Linked DNA regions of Sus scrofa: region 2 is linked to region 1. Evidence: chromatin contacts called from public Hi-C data. All regions are on one chromosome and are shown on one strand. Each heading gives the region's core, a stretch centred on a gene start, on an enhancer-like site or on the middle of the called end of the contact. The rest is flanking DNA. Distances are from core to core; before and after follow the strand shown.

The links. Hi-C and Micro-C count contacts between places; a contact is called where the count stands out from the background.
Region 2: a Hi-C map of fetal skeletal muscle shows a contact between it and region 1, with 4 times the contacts expected there. The contact joins two enhancer-like sites. A contact is called at or near these places in 8 of 47 Hi-C or Micro-C datasets (embryonic fibroblasts, fetal heart ventricle, fetal skeletal muscle and 4 more).

What each region holds. Positions count from the first base shown.
Region 1 is chr15:82,586,826-82,592,040 of Sscrofa11.1, forward strand. It overlaps the pseudogene LOC110256916. Among named protein-coding and RNA genes, the nearest start is that of HNRNPA3, 370 kb to the right of the region's middle. Within about 2 kb of position 1,941, at least 4 of the 83 cell types and tissues checked have an H3K27ac peak or open chromatin away from gene starts, as enhancers often do. A contact at or near this core is called in fetal skeletal muscle, where this site is marked.
Region 2 is chr15:82,893,304-82,898,518 of Sscrofa11.1, forward strand. The region is part of intron 2 of LOC110256983 (a long non-coding RNA gene); the gene reads right to left. It also overlaps the pseudogene LOC100516702. Among named protein-coding and RNA genes, the nearest start is that of HNRNPA3, 62 kb to the right of the region's middle. Within about 2 kb of position 2,163, at least 4 of the 83 cell types and tissues checked have an H3K27ac peak or open chromatin away from gene starts, as enhancers often do. A contact at or near this core is called in fetal skeletal muscle, where this site is marked.

The sequences.
Region 1 (5,215 bases), core at 691-3,190:
ATCAAATGCTTCATTCGGTGACTGTTAATATTGCCCATCTCCTCTCTTCAAAATACCCAACTGTTGTTTTCTCTTATGGTTCTTCTTGGAATCTGAAACCAAATATTCTAAAGAAATTCAAGAATCAATCTAAAGAAATTTTAAAATCTACTGTTTAAATAGACTGAATTGTGTCGCTACAAAATACAATATTTTTTGTCAGCTTTCTGTAGTCTAGGCAAAGCATTTCTTTTCTCTCCAAGTCCATGTGGTTGAGAAGCTTACCAGGAGCATTCCCAAAGCTGGGTCTTAATGTTAAAGTACACTCCCAGAAGTGCAAAGATAATGTGTTAAAAAAATCTGTCAGTGATGTAGATGAAAATGAATGTTAGAGCAATTCCTGGGCAGCAGAGAAAGAGCCCAATGTTTTCATAATCCTAATGTGCATACATGGCTTCTTCATATTTTCCTGCTAAAACTCATCTGGCTTTGCTCAAGACCTCAAATGCAGTGAATTCTAGGCAGCACCTAATATTTATTCATGCCATTGTCAAGAGCATCTTTGCAGTTCTTGCCAAGGTCTGTCATTGAATATGTTTATCCAGCTGCATGGCAAAAACATAATACACAGTCATCATTTTACTCAGTCACCTACTCAATATTTTCTTCTATGATTAAATTAACTCATAAATATTACACTTTTAATGCCAGAAAGCTATGGTTCATCCAGCCAGTTGAATACTTGTTTGTCCAATTTCTAATGTTGCTGGGCACTCAGTCATTTCATTATAGAGTTTGAAATAATGAAAATCATTTCATTTACTTAACATGCACAATAAACAGAGCAGAATCCTTCTATGAGCTCCTTTATTATGCAGTGCAAGGTTGTAGGAGAAATTTTGTAAGAGGCACTGAAGAACTGTGGAGGCTGTGTTGGAAATAGTCTTGGTGTACATAAGCAAACAGCCCCTGACTGCCTAATGCAAAGGACAGAAATGCTGGCTCTATTTGCAGCTGGCACAAATTTTTGCTTAACCCAGGAGGGTTTCAAATAAGACATCTTGGTCTTGCTCGTACATGATTCATTACCAGACTGTGCTCACGAACCCTATAAGCTGTTTGCATGTACTGTGGCACTTTTGAGACTCTTTCCTTTAAACATCCACAACCAGTCTGGTTTTTTAAAGCAGCCTCCAAGACGCTTACATACTCATCCCCGCGGTAAAAGGATGGAAGCTTTCAGGCAAGAATCTGCTTTGCCCTCCAATGCTGACCCTGGTGACAACAGCACAATATGCCTCTACATGGATACCTGGCCCTGGAGGCAAGAGCCATGTACCACAGGAATCTTATCAAATCACCTTCTGAATGAAATATTTATAGCTGGCACTGCAGGGCAGTTAGCTTTTCTAGAATTATATCCAAATTTGCTTCATCATTCTGGGAATAGCCTTGGTTAGCAATTGCTCATAATGTCAACGCTTTTGGAAACTTTTTACAGTCGTTTTATTGTTTTTATTTCAAAAATAAAACTTAAAGGAGCTTGAAAAGTAGGTTTTTAGATGATCACACGATGGCCTGATTTCAGTGGTTTCAGTTCTGTGGATTTTACTTTATGCGCACCCACTGAAATTAAAACCAAAATTAATCCATATCTGAACAAAGACAGCGGATACAAATGAGCCCTAAATTCCTAGCTCCTCTGTGCAGTGCTCTAGCTGAAGTGTTAGGAATGCATTGGCCCTGGGAGGCGAAGAAGTTATAGCAAACAACATATGGGCTTTAAAATCTGGAGCTATCCAAGACAGAACAAGAAAGCTATTTTCACTTTCCTTGTTCCTTTTTTTTTCCTCCAGAAGATGAATAATTCCTAATCACATTTTATTTTCATCTTTAGAGCTGCATCCGGAAAGAACCGGGTCGGTTTAAAACTGCTGGTGAGTTTGCAGCCCTGTCCAATGCCAATGATTACCTAATGCATTTGTGTCATCTGCTTTCCTTGTTGTATAAAAACACACTAAGGAAATGTGTAAGTCCACGGAATTGTTCCCAAATCTTTTATTCACCTTTCAGCATGCTAGTTCCTTCCCTTGGCATTGATATCATTATGTATTTGTCAAAGAGAGACTGTCACTATAGGGCCTCTATTATGTGCAAGAATTGGCAGCAAATTTTGCCACTGGGATTTGCTTATATCCTCTGTATGTTATTGTACTTCTTTGGCATTCAGTAAATTCCATACACCCACTTCTTTGATGTTCATTCCAACCCCTAAATGTGGAAACAATGACTGAAATTTTGGATCAAAGCATCTTGTAGATGGCAGGCAACACAGCTCTCTGATTATTCACCAGAACAGAAAGGACTCTCTTCCCCACCTCCCCCTAAAGTCTAGGCCAATAGTCCTCCAGGAACAGCTCTGGCTTCCCCAGTGCAAAGGCAAGGGAGGAAGTTAAAGAAAACAACTCCAAGGTTTTAGGAAAAAGAAAGAGACTAAACCAAACAGCTAAAGTGAAGCTCATGGTCATTTCTAACTGTAGAGAAAGCTAACTACTGTTCCAGTTGGTTTGCATGTTTCTTTCCCTTGGTCATGCTCTAGTCTAGCACTTCTACTGCGCCAGGCTTTTTTTCAGGTTTGGAAAAGTCTTCAGATCTAGTTTCTGTATAACGTCAGCTGTACAAGATGGCCCAGATTTTTATAAATGCATATTTAAAAGAAGAAGTCAAGGGTCTATGAATTAAGAAATTTTAAAAGTAATTGAAAAAACCCCCAGAACTACCAAAATTTCCACGAGTTACTTTTGCAAACTATAATTAGCTGTCTGGAACACATGTTCAGTGTTTGCTTTTGCTTTACTCTTGGGATGCCAGTGAAAATAATTACTTCATTCAATTTATTTCACAGGTCAACTTTGACTCACAAAAGCATTAAAGCAGGTAACCCCCTAGGGATGTTGGGAAGACAGATGAGCAAATAGATATGAAACTGTTGTAAGCTCTTTGAGGGGAAAAAAGGCACTTTATAAATCCAGGGTATTTTATGATTATGTACTCACTTCACCCCATTTGGTATCCAGAATGTGCTAGTTATAATTAATACACAATGTTGGGACGTATTATAAAAGTACCATACTTCTTTTAAATACAGTGAAGAACATAATTGTGTTTGAGGAAGCTCATTCTGTGTAAATTAGAAGAATTCCCAGTAGAGTGCCATAACTGAGAACTAGGGTGACTACACTGAATGGAGAAGAGAGTTGTCTTAACATGATAGCATGTGTTCAATCAAAAAGTAGAGTGTCAAGGAGGTAAAATGATAGCCCTTAAAATTCCAGTTTCAGATTGCCTAAATGGAAAGTTTTTACTGCCAGACGTATGCAACAGTGACATCCAGCGGTTGTGGAGATAATTACAAGTGTATTTCATTTTAAAATATAAAATGTTTTATTATAATCAAAGATTCCATATCATCGTTGTCTACATTCTTAAGTCAATAATTCAAGCTGTATGCCAAGTAAAGCAAAATGTACTTTGTTTATTTCCTAAGTAGTTTCCAAAGTCTGTTATTCTGTTAGTGTTATTTTGATGTTTTTAAATTTTACTAAAATTATAGTGGGTCTACTCTCCAAGGATCTCCCTGACCCTCATAAACACACTTAGATATTTTTGCAAGCACAAATGAGATGGCATACATGCTGCAGACACAGCAAAAATGAAAGCTGTACTTGACTCCTCTGGTAAATACTCCAGGGAAGGCATCTGTGACCCTGAACATTGTTGTGGAATTGCTCTAAGGAGTTCATTACTATTTTTTCCAAGTCATTGAAGATGAAGAGAAAAAAGAAGGGGATAGAGAAGAAAAGGAATGGAAAATAAAGGAGAGGAGGAAAGGGAGGAAGGAAGGAAGAAGGGAAGGAGGGAAAGGAGGGAGAGAAGGAGGGAGAGAGGGAGGAGAAAGAGCTACTCACTGATCTTTAACAAGTTTTAGCAATTAGTCCATTGGGTGACAATATATTTAAAGAGGGAATTCAAAGAGATACTAGCCTCCCCCCAATTTTTTGTTTTAAATTGCATTCCTTCAACTACCAGCCAATTAACTAAGATAAAAATTAATAAAAATAATCATTTTTATTTAAAAAAAAATCTGAGAATAGCTGCTATTGCTTCAAAGTACCTAGAACGGTGCCACTTGTAAGAGGATGCTGGCAAGGCATCCCCCTCCGTCATGCTGGCAAAGAACTCTCAACCGGAGTCTGTTAGGTCACCTGGGCCTATAAGTTATTTATGCCCATGTCAGTGCTGAGCACATCAGGTGACTGCTTACAAACTTCCCATGAGGCACTCCTTCAGAGAAACTGTCATCTTGTGCCAAGTCATTTCTCATTCTTAGATTCCCCCCCAATATTGGGTTTTTTCCCTTTCATCTGCCTCCCTCCTTAGAGTTCTCAAGATGGAAAGAACTTACTGCTGGCCTCTTTCAAGCCCTCCTTGTCAGAGAGGGTAAAAACAAACAACTGAACACCTATCCAACTCCAAGAAGAAAATCAAGCCATAATTCCATAAGAAGCTCCTAATGCCCTTTAGCTCCTATACCTGGATTGTGCCCTAAGAGAGGAGAAAGAACCTCACAGAAGCTGTGGCAGACTGAAGGAGCATGTGTGGTGTGCATGAAACCTGGGACAGGTGCTCAGCAGAAAGCACCAGGACAAAGAGATGGGGATGGTCTCTGCAAGGCAAGTCTGGGAAACCATTCTCACTGTGTCAGTGAGAGTTAGGGGAGATATGCACTGAAACAGAGCAGGTAAATCTGCAGGCTTCGGCCAGGTTTGTTTGCTTTTACAAGGCCTTTGATCTGCAAGCTGGATTATCCAGATTCTGAAGCAAAAGAAGGCGCGTTTCTATCACTGCTCTCCGAATATCTTCACTTGGAGATGCCTCTGGCTTCTTGCTTCTTTGTGAGCAATATACAGAGAATTAGTACACGCGACGCTCACATCTCCTTTCAGTTCTGCTGGCGTCTGGCTGGGCTGGCTCTTATCTGCTCTTATCTTGTGCACCCTGAAACTATGATTTGATGATTTCTCAAGGCTGGGGCCCCTCCAGAGTGAAAGGCAGAACTTTCCCTTGATAGGCCAGGGTCTCCGACACCAAGATGGCCACAGCTAACGCATTACCAGCTCCTGCCAGTCCGAGGAGCAAGAGGCTGGCATGTGGCATCAGTTCCCTTCTTTTCTCC
Region 2 (5,215 bases), core at 913-3,412, 310 kb after region 1:
CACAGTGGTTTGTTTATTGTCTCCAGATGCCACCTCAGAAAGATATCTAAAATAATCTCCTTTCATTTTCAAGTAGAACACCTTACTTTCTGGTTATATAGCATTGGAAATTAGGTATTTGTCCAAAAGCTCCAGAACATCATTAAAGATGTCCTGAGCTCTGCCTCAATCTTCTCACGGTACTCTTTGCCCATCTGCTGCTGCTCCTGGTTCCTCTCTGTTTCCTGCTGTATGCTGGAGATGACATGCCAAGAAGAAAGGTGGGCTCCAACGATATTCTTTAGGCAACAGAGAGCAGATTTCTCTCCTCATTGGAGAGTTCATACCCCTGCTCGATGACTGCCTCATGGCCTCAGCCATGTCATCATAGAGCTCTGCCTGCTCGGTGAGTTTGGCTTTCTGTACCAGCTCACTTTTATCCATGGCCATTCCCATGGGACGGGTGCAGGGGCAAAAACACTTTCATGTGGAGCTCTGGCAATGGTGATGGCTTCCTTCCCAAGCCCAGTCCTCTGGAGGCGGCAAGCCGCCATATCTTTTTCTACTAGAAATGCCCGGAAATGGCTGGGTCTGAAGTTTAGATTAGGGAAATGAACCATTAAAAACTGTAATAGTTAATAATAATAATAGCAACAATAGCAAAACTAAAATACATTTTGCTGAAGGCTTTCACAAAAGAGGTGGCTCTTCAGCTCTGGTGATGAAGGTTACATATGAGCCCCTGTTAATTAAGGAACTGGCCTCTCAAAAGCAAACCCTCCCAGAGCCAGGACTCCAGAATTTCATGATAAATATGAGTAATCAGCCATCATCAGAAGCTTTGCACAATTAAGCTGAAAATGCAAAACTCAATTTTATTTTCATGATATTTATGTTCAAGGCATCATAGAGGTCTATATCGATAGATTATAAACTATCCTGTGGATATATAGAAAGTAGATTTCTGGAAAATGCCGTAATTATTCATAGATTTCAATTCTTTCCTAATTAGCTGGTTATTAATTCAGAATGTTTTAAATAAAATGATATTAAATACAATAAAGTTATTTCAGCTTCAAAATGAAACTAATATATCCAATATACACAGTAAATAGTAAGAATATATATATATTTGGGTAGAAAATAACCCAAATCTTGTTGATTCTTTTGATCTATTTATTGAAATATTATATTATTCTATTCTTTGGCCATTGTTTTTATTTGCAATCCATAACCATTCTAATAACCCATCTGTCACCATAAAGAGCCTCTTGGTTTCTTTTCCTTTCCAAAAAGCAGTGAAAGGGTCCCCAAACCTATTGATTTAGCACCAAATTTAAATAAGCCCAGAGACCCTCTCACTTTTCACACTGAGTAGAGCAAGGTCAGACTGGGCATCTTCCAAATGTAAAGGCTTAATTGGACTAATTCTTTCATGATAATAATGTATATTTAAGATAGCCACTAAAAATTGTCAATGCTAATTTAGTAGATCAATTCCATTAAATGCTTTGAACTTTTCACCACTTGCTAATCTCATCTATTAAATCTGCTGTTTTGTTGAAAATCTGAAGCTATAACAATATCAAACTATAACAATTTTAGCCAGACCTAAGAAATACTTCCTTATATGTAAAATATACACTTAAAGGATCTTAAGTTGTATTAAATGGCAAGATTCTAGTCATAAAATTTCCTGTGGGCAAAAGCAGAGTGATCTTATCACTCTTCTAGCAATTGATATTATGGTAAGGAGCATGCAGGGTGGTTTGTTTGTTTTTAATTTCAGAAATACATGTTTTTTGTGTCTAAAGCAAAGCTTTAACATCTATGATTATTGCTTATAGACTAACATTTATATAACTACATGGTTGAGATTTTGATACCAGCTACCATGTCATCTAGGTAACAGTTCAATTCACATCAATAAAAATATCAAGATTTTGCTCAACATTTTGATGAGTGACCTAAGCAATATAACTCATTAATGTAAAACTAGAAATATATTTGTTAATTAGATAATGAAGAGTTTCGAGAGAAGAGACTCCACACCACTATCAAATATCCACCATGTCTCATTTGTTTGGAACTAGCTTCTAAGGCTATTTTTATTCCCTGTGATTTACCACCAGTATCCTCTGGGTGATAGTTGAGGAAACAGATGCTGGGAATCTCTCTGCTCAGTTCCTGAGAGGAGAATTCTGACTCACAGCCGTGCCAGCTCCCTGCTTTGTACTCGCTCTTGCTGAGGGTGGTGGAGTAAAACGTAAATGACTGCCTGATTTCCAGTCTCTCACTGCCAGTTTCCTCAAAGTTTCCACTTACGCATTTGACTCCTTTACCAACTTCGTTTGAAGTTCCCATTTCAAAATCCTGAACGGCATGTTCCCAGGATACATTTAATTTTTTTAACTCATTCAGTGGGGATTTTCCAACTGAAATAAAAAATAAATTGAAAACTGGGGAAGGTTTTTTGTTTTTTAAGTTTTCCCTTCACTGTTGAGTGGGAATACTAATATCTGCATGAGGGAAGACGCAGGGGGGAAAAATTATAAAATGCTCCCTTCCCAGCTCCAAGCACACTTTCTGGTGGAGAACCAAAAACCTTTCCCAAATTTCTTGGACCCTGTTACTTACTGTGAAATGGTTTGAACTAAAATAGATCTGCTTCTATTTGGAAATTATATTTAAATCATTAATTAAAAATAAGGAATTCCCGTCGTGGCTCAGCAGAAACGAATCTGACTAGCATCCATGAGGACGCAGGTTCAATCCCTGGCCTTGCTCAGGGGTTAAGGATCCCTCGTTGCGTTGCCATGAGCTGTGGTGTACGTCAAGACACGGCTTGGATCCCATGTTGCTGTAGCTGTGGTATAGGCCAGCAGCTACAGCTTCATTTCGATCCCTAGCCTGGGTGCAGCCCTAAAAAGACAAAAATAAAATAAAATAATAAATTTTTAATAAAAAATAATATTTATTAAATGTCCACAAAGTACAGAGCTTTATTCTTTCTTAGCACATTTAGGCTAATAAGAATATTGGGGAGGGGGAATAATCTAAGCAGTTTAAATACATTTTATAATGGATTTATAACGGAGGAACATTATAAATGGAGAATTCAGTTTCACAAGGCAATGTTTTCTATTAAATCTATTACATTACAGAGAAATTCACTGGCTAATCTATGTTTTTACAAAGCTCTTTAAAAAAAAAAAAAAACCCTACTTTATTTTAAACAATAGAACTCATATAGGTGATTTTTGCAATTTAATTTTATGTTAACAATGGGATTTCCTTATTAAGCTCCACTGATTTACCTAAAGTTTTACTTATTAATCCTATTATTTAATGTGGTTTAACAATAGCCCAGAATAATTGATTCAGGCTATTTTTACATTGGGAAAACTTAGCAATTGTTATTGCGTTTCAGATAAAATGAGTATCGATGAATTAGGTCTCAAAACATAACTACAACACCTCCTGTTGGTATACATCTATGTGAGACTAAGGCAACAAGTCGATTTACTAATTTAAAGGAAATCTGTCAGCTCTTAGGGGTGGGGAAATGTGTTTGTTTATTAGCATATAGATCAAGCAACCAACTATAGACTAAATTACTGCTTTTCGATCCTAAAGACACCTACCCACATTCAAGTTTGCACCATATGATTCTTTGTGGAAGCCCTCACTGGTAGATTGGCTCAGCGTCTCCTCACTACCACCAAATAAATATTTCTTACCAGCCACAAAAATATATATATTGTGCCATATCAGTAACATTCTAATAGAAAATGAGGCACTTCGAACAAGGAAAACTACTTTAATGAAAAAATTTGGTGAGATGCCTATAATGAGCAAAGAACCTTAAAATGCAAGAGATTCTCCACTGGAAATCCTCATAAACCACTACACGCCAGGCAAAATGTCAATATAAAAATCGACATTTAAAAAATCCATTTCCCAATATCTTGCTCAGATATTAAAAGAAAACTACACACACACATATATGATGCCAAACCACTTTTGTAGCTGCAACAAAAACTAATGTTTAACAGTTATATTCTTGTGCTCTATGTATATACAAAACACCAAAATAACCAATTGATTCAATCAGACATCTGAGCAAAGAAGTCAGTCAAACTGCTCGGTAATCTAAACTATCCGGCCACCCAAGCAAAGAGGTAAATTCATCACTTACATATAAACGAAAAAGTTAGGGTCAGCAATATATTTATGGTGAAATAGACTAGAAGAAGAGAAAAAAGGTTTTTAATTAATACTTCAGCTCTGGTTTATGAATCACAAAACTAAAATCCCCCACTATACACAACTACAGTTGCCTAATTTAAAAGTCTCAGGCAGCACCAACAAGAGTGAGACATACTCTCATTTTAATGTATCCCTGATACCATCAAATGGCCTAATAAATGCAATACTGAAGGTCAAGTCAACAGCATCCCAAGGGTTAAGTTCTGTGTTGTGAATAATTTTGAAAAAGTATCCTAGTAAGAATCAGGCTTAGGCTAGCTCAGCAAGGGGAACTATTCTATAATGAGGCTTGGCCAGGACCAGTCCCAGAAGAATTAATTTTGTTCAGTAGAACACCTAGATAAATTAGTTTTGCTTTAAATATTGAGTCCTAAAAGAGTTAAAAGAGGGAGAATATCAATCAATAATTTTTAGATTAACTACTTTGTATATGACAAAACAAAATTAACTTTGGCATTACAACCCCTTCTTCTGGCATTTCAGATGAACCCCCAAGTTTAAAATAAATAATTGAAGATTTAAAAACTAACCAAATATGTGCATTTGTTTCTTGGTACAGAATACTCACTGCCTAGTTTGTGAAAAGAAAAGATCACTCATACATTTAGTTGAATTACAAATATGGTTATTTTAGTTATTAAAATAATCACATCTAAGAATTAAAAATCCCGAAAAAAAAATACAGAAAGATTTCTATAGGCTTTTTAATGGAACTACTAAAGCAGTTAAGTTTTAAAAATTAAGTGAAAAATAATATCTGTTAACAATGTTAGATTCTTAAATTTTTATTTTAATAGATTATTTCTTCCAAGCTTATTTATTATTTCCCTTTTATAAAACTGATTTCTATTGAAATATTTGTGCAGAATTAAAATCATGTCTACAAATGGCAAAAATTTTTAACTAAAACCTCCTTGTGTTTTAATGACTGTTTCTAGTTTAAGGACTACCAAAAAGGTAAGTACAA